2 separate regions of the Mus musculus genome follow, and region 2 is linked to region 1. The links are chromatin contacts, called in public HiChIP or PLAC-seq maps. All regions are on one chromosome and are shown on one strand. Each heading gives the region's core, a stretch centred on a gene start, on an enhancer-like site or on the middle of the called end of the contact. The rest is flanking DNA. Distances are from core to core; before and after follow the strand shown.

What was found. HiChIP or PLAC-seq counts read pairs in DNA pulled down with a chosen protein or histone mark.
Region 2: a contact with region 1 is called in a FOXA1 HiChIP or PLAC-seq map of pancreatic cancer cells. The contact joins two enhancer-like sites. A contact is called at or near these places in 1 of 484 Hi-C or Micro-C datasets (liver), 3 of 115 datasets of contacts at active chromatin or transcription factors (embryonic stem cells and pancreatic cancer cells) and 1 of 9 other capture datasets (embryonic stem cells).

The regions. Positions count from the first base shown.
Region 1 is chrX:12,133,442-12,136,191 of GRCm38.p6, reverse strand. It overlaps a transcript of Bcor not described here. Among named protein-coding and RNA genes, the nearest start is that of Gm46687, 42 kb to the right of the region's middle. Within about 2 kb of position 1,486, at least 253 of the 459 cell types and tissues checked have an H3K27ac peak or open chromatin away from gene starts, as enhancers often do. A contact at or near this core is called in liver and pancreatic cancer cells, where this site is marked.
Region 2 is chrX:12,322,138-12,325,109 of GRCm38.p6, reverse strand. No RefSeq gene overlaps it. Among named protein-coding and RNA genes, the nearest start is that of Gm14635, 31 kb to the left of the region's middle. Within about 2 kb of position 1,574, at least 18 of the 459 cell types and tissues checked have an H3K27ac peak or open chromatin away from gene starts, as enhancers often do. A contact at or near this core is called in liver and pancreatic cancer cells, where this site is marked.

The sequences.
Region 1 (2,750 bases), core at 237-2,736:
CTCTCTCTCTCTCTCTCTCTCTCTCTCTCTCTCTCTCTCTCTCTCTGGAGAGATCGCCAGCTGCTCTCCAACAGGCAGCGCCCTGAAATCTATTTAAAGAGAGGGAAAGGGGAGGAGAACAAAGGGGGAGGAGGGGGGCGGCGAGAGAGCAGGGAGGATCCGCCGCTCCGCGGGCACATCAAGCGCTCACATCTGTACACTCCGCGATCGATGGGGAGAATGGATAATATTTGTCAGCTGCAGACCTTTCTCTTCCCGGTTCCCAGGAAGGGGAGGGGGCAAGGGAGGGGGAGGGGCAGGCAGACCAGGCGAGAGAGGCCGCGTCAAGGACAGCGCGCCTCCCGCTGCAGCCGCACGGAAACCCAGTGCCCAGAAAGCCGGCAGATTTTTTTCTCTTATTATCATTATTAATTATTTTTTATTATTCCACAGCAGCCAGCGAGCGCTCAGCCGCGCCCCTCCCCCGCTCGCCTGCCGCCTCCCTTTGTTGATTTTCAGCTGCAAGCGTGGCGGGCCCGAGCCACCGCCGCCGCGGAGCACGATTTGCTCTTGCGCCCTGGGTCGCAGCTGCGGCCCAGGAAGTCAGGGCTCCGCCCCCGCCCCCGCCCCCCGAGGCGCGGCAGATCCTGTCCACCAAGCGCGCGCGCGCGCGCGCGCACACACACACACACACACACACACACACACACACACACACACACACACACACACACACACACACACTCATCGGTGGCCAGCCACCAGGCTATCCTAGCAGTACTTTGCTGCGGCTTTGCGTCCCCCAAAGCCCAGGCGCTGGCTGCCTCGACCAGGAGCCAGCCGTGGGCCGCACACCGGCCTTCACCACCCCCTTCCCCGGCCGCGGCACTCTGATGCCGCCACCCTCACACATGGTCTTCATTTAGCACACTAGCGGCTCGCTTCCTCTCTGCTCTTCTCCTCGGGGCTTTTCAGAGCGAGGAGGGAGGTTTAGAGGAAGTTAGAAACCTTGTGAGCCCACGGGGAAGGGGGAAACCCTCGTTAGCAGTCTGAGCTTCCGAGACGGAGGGGAGCGTCCTACGGGGGATAGGACAGAGCCTAGGTGCCCTCCCCTCCCTTGAATGTTAGGAAGGCTAAGTGAGAGGTGGCAGTCTCACCCATTCGTCCTTTTGCCTGTTAGACCTTATATCGCTAACCTAGTGGTGCCCTCAGCTAGTTGGAGACGGATTGGGTAGGGTGGAGTGGGAGTTGATGGGACAGGCAGTCAACGAATGAGACCTAAGATAGCTCAGACTGACCCAACCGTAATGGCTAGCTCACCAAACCTTTCCCATTCACCCCAGGTTGAAAACCTAAAACGGATGACCCACCAATTGGCCTGGGTCCACTGTGTTGCGGAAGATGGAGGAGGGGAGCTGCAGAGATTCGGGGTTTATTTGTATACCCTCATCCTCCTGCGATACCAAGCCAGCCAGAGGTGGCGTCCCTGACTGCTCTGCGGTCCTGGGCAGGGCAGGAAGCTGGCGCGGCCGCCGACTGGGCAGGCACCACTTGGCCTAGCCCGCTGTTCGCTGGAACTCGCGAAGCACCATCACTCTGAGTTGAGTTCCCGAGACTCCGGCCTGGTCACCCTGAGCTGTTTTCCTCCCACATCGTCAGTTGGCCTCTCTCGCAAGTCTCCTGATCTCCCGCCATCTGCTTTTCCCTTCCTTGACCGATCTCTGGAACTTCGAAATACATTCAACCGCCTTTTCTGAGATTCAAAGTTTTGTGTTTCCCCAGGGGTTAGCAGCCTAATGCTTCCCCCGTTTCCCGGAACAAAGCAAGTATTCAGCCGGGAGGGGGGCAGGCTGAGTATCCTCTCCCAGCAGCGCCTGGCGCCTGTGCAGGTTCAGAACACTCTCTTTTGAATGCAGGTGCCTTGGTGTGAGTGAGTGTGTGTGTGTGTGTGTGTGTGTGTGTGTGTGTGGTGGTGGGGGGGGGGGGGCTTTCTTTCCTCCGTCTCTCCGGGGAGCCCGAGAGGACACTTGTGTTTAGGCGAGGTTCTCACCCCGAGCTAGGAGGGCACACACTCGGCTGTTTACAGTGTGTCTGCTGCTGGAGATCACTTGCCCACACTTGACAGCGCGGGGCACCCTCAGGCTGCCAGATCCTCGAGCACTTCGCCGGAGGCTTTCGCAGTACTGGGGCCAGGGTGGGCAAGGAAAAGCGAGAGGTCTCTTAGAATTTTGAGGTTTTGCAGTCCACAGATCCCCCACCACCACCACCACCATAACAAGAGTCTGGATCGAGTAGTCTGTCAAAGGAGTTTAGGGGAGGAGTGAAGAGCTCACGAAGCGGGGTGAGATTCAAAACAGTCCTTGGGCTACCATCAGACAGCCTATCCCCATCCCCCAGTCCCGGGTGCGCCCTGGACTCCACTCGCGACTCAGAGGTGCCTCTCTCTGGACAGCGCTCCGCAGCTCCACCTGTCTTTGCCACCCTACGCGATAGACTTCTCACCCCAAGCAAGGAGGGAGGGCTACGCTAGCTGTGACCACGAGCGCCCCGGCTTTCAGCCGTACAGCTCGGCCTTAGATCCCGCTCCAGCTCTTCCCTTCTCCCCGGCCTGTGGCCCGCTCCAGGCGCCTCTAGCGCGGCCTGAAACTTGATCCCGTGTCGGAAGGACAGTATGTAAACACCAGGCGCGCTCCGAGAACCCGCGGGAGGGGCCGAGCGAGGGCCGCCCGGGCGAGCAGCTCCGAGGCCCCGCGCCCCCTCCTGCCTGCTCG
Region 2 (2,972 bases), core at 325-2,824, 190 kb before region 1:
GTCCCAGCACTTGGGAGGCAGAGGCAGGCGGATATCTGTGAGTTCGGTGCCATCCTGGTCTACAGAGTGAGTTCCAGGACAGCTAGGGTTGTTACACAGAGAAACCCTGTCTCAAAAAACAAAACAAAACAAAAAATAAAAATAAAAATAAATAAATACAGAACAAACCAATCAAACAAGCAAAAGGAATCTATTCCTAGGTCCTGGTAAGTTCAGCAGCACTTATATTAAGTTCAATGGCCTGAGTTTAATATCTGAGGGCCCACATACTAGAAAGACAGAACCATCCAAAAGTCTGACCTCCACACATGGGCCATGGCATGCCCCCCTCAACCTAAATAAATATGATTTAAAAGAATAATAATAAAAGTCTATTTTTATGGTCCTGTGAACTTGTCCCAGATATATGTACGATAGCCAAGGTAACAGGTTGGTAAGTTGACTGACTATATTGGCTACTGGTCGCCAACTATTGGTCACTGACACTGGAGCTGACCCTCAGCTTGCATGCTCAGCTGGCATTTGGATGAGAGAGCCATCTTTTGGCTGGGCCCTGGCAGAATAGCATGAAATGAAGAAGCAACAAAAACCTGTAGGAATTATTCCCAGACCCATGGCAAGGCTAACCAAGAATAAGAGAGAGCTGAATAAAATACAGAAAGAGAAAGACATAACTACAAACAAAAATCATTAAATGAAATAAAATCATTAAATGGGGAAAAGACCGTTTAAATTGGAAGGCAAAATTACAATCAAGTCCTTGTAATCTATAACGTTAATGTTTGATCAAGATGATCCTTTCAAAGGCAGCAAATACAAAGAGATTAAAGACATCCCCTCTCCAGGAGCTTCAGGTGAGGTCTATTTTGGTCCATTTGAACACATTAATAATAAAGTCTGAGTCAACAGTAATGCATCGGTGTCACATTAAAGAAAGAAATCAAAACACTTCCCCTTGGTGTCATTTAACCAGGAGCAAGTCCACATTTGAATTCTCTACTTTTACCTCCCTGTGTCTGCCATCCTTTTGCTTCCTACTGTATGAGTCAGAGTTCGTGCCTGCCCGAAGAATGTCCTGTGACTCTGTCCCAGTGTCTGCATGTCCGGGTGTGTCCCTAATGAAAGGCTCTGCTCTGTCTCTTATAGAACAGCGCAGAAACCATCATATGGGGGCAGAGTGAGGGACACTTTACAGAAATCTTTAACAGTTTCACAAGGGATTAAGTCACTGGCTCCAACTGACCCCAGTTGACTCATAACAAACATCATTGTTTATCAAGCAATATCCGTATGTTGAGTTCAACAGTTATGGTGGATATTAATTTTATAAGATTGCTTTCAACCTCTGTGTTTGCCGCTTTCGCAAATGATACAAATGCATAATTTTGTGTCAGGGGCATGAAAGAGTGCATAATTTAAGAGTACAGTTAAGCATAAGCTAGGTTGTAAAAGCTAATGGGAAATTCAAGGCAAATAAGGTTGGCTGTTACATTGTTCTCTTAAAAGTAGGTTAAACAAACAGGCTGAGTCCACAGTAGGATATCAGTCTTGAGTTTTAAATGACCTCAAGGTATATTATTAACTCTGGCTGTAAGGTCCAGAAAAAAGTTCCAGTCTCTTAGAATGTTAGGGACATTTTCATTACAATATTGCATCACCGCAGTCTGTGAAACTTTTTCTAAATTTTATCACATTTCCTTATTTATTTAGGTGGGGGAGGTATGCTTGTGCCACAGCTCACATGTACTGGGTTCTCTCTTTCTAATGTACGGGTTCCCGGAATCAAACTCAGGTTGTCAGGCTTGACAGCAAAAGCCTTTACCCTCTGTACCATCTCCCTAAACCAAATTCTGTGAAACTTTTAAGAACTGTTGGCCAGGTGATGGTGGTGTATGCCTTTAATCGCAGCACTCGGGAGGCAGAGGCAAGCAGATCTCTGTGAATTTGAGGCCAGCCTGGTCTACAAAGTAAAGTTCCTGGACAGCCAAGATTACACAGAGAAACTCTGTCTTGAAAAAACAAAAAGAAAAAAAGAACTGTTCAATTCTGGGTTGATATTATCCCCTATCCAGAGAATGGTCTTAGCCACTTTAATTAATGTAATCAAGATAACTCCCTACAGGAATATCCGGAAGTACATCTCCCTCGTGATTCTAGGGTCTGGGAAGTTGACAATTAACAGTGACCACTACAAATAGACTAGCAGATGATAGATTGAGTAGGGTCATCTGTGTTATCCACATAGTACAGTCTCCCAAGTGGGCTTCTCTAAGGGTTCAGGAGGCCCAGATATGCTATAAGAGCCAGTGTCAGTATGACCCTGGGAGTGTGGTAAGTGAATTGCTTTGGATGAGATTCTGTTGGAGAAATTGTCACTTCTGTCACTGTTTGATTGGTTAGCAGGGCAGCAGAGTGCTGTTCCAACTGGCTCCAATCCCAAACCACTCTGGCTGGCAACCTGGTGAGCAAAACAAAGCTAAGAGCTAAGGGGTGAATAACCTCAGCCTTTGCTCTCTCCAAGAGGCACCTAGCCAAAGACATAGAAAGCCAAGCTAATTGGCGTAGGTGGTGATTATACATGCTTACCTGCATGGTGAACCATCTCAGCAGAGACTATTCTTTCAGGTTTTGATTAAAACACTTTGGGGGGGGGGTGGTAGAGAGATGGCTCAGCGGGAAATAGCACTTACAATACAAATAAGAGGACCTAGGTTCACATTCCCAGAATCCATGCGAAAATCCAGGTTTAGTCAGACATACTTTGAAACCCATAACTGTGCACAAGAGTTAGAGATGAAAAGATGGCTGGGGCTTACTGACCATCAGCCTAGATCCAGGTTCAATGAGAGACCTTGTCTCAAGAGAATACGGCAGAAAGTGATGGAGCAGTATGCCTGACTCCCCCCACCACACACACGTATATACTACACATATACATTACACACAACAATAACAATGTAGACAGTAAGATG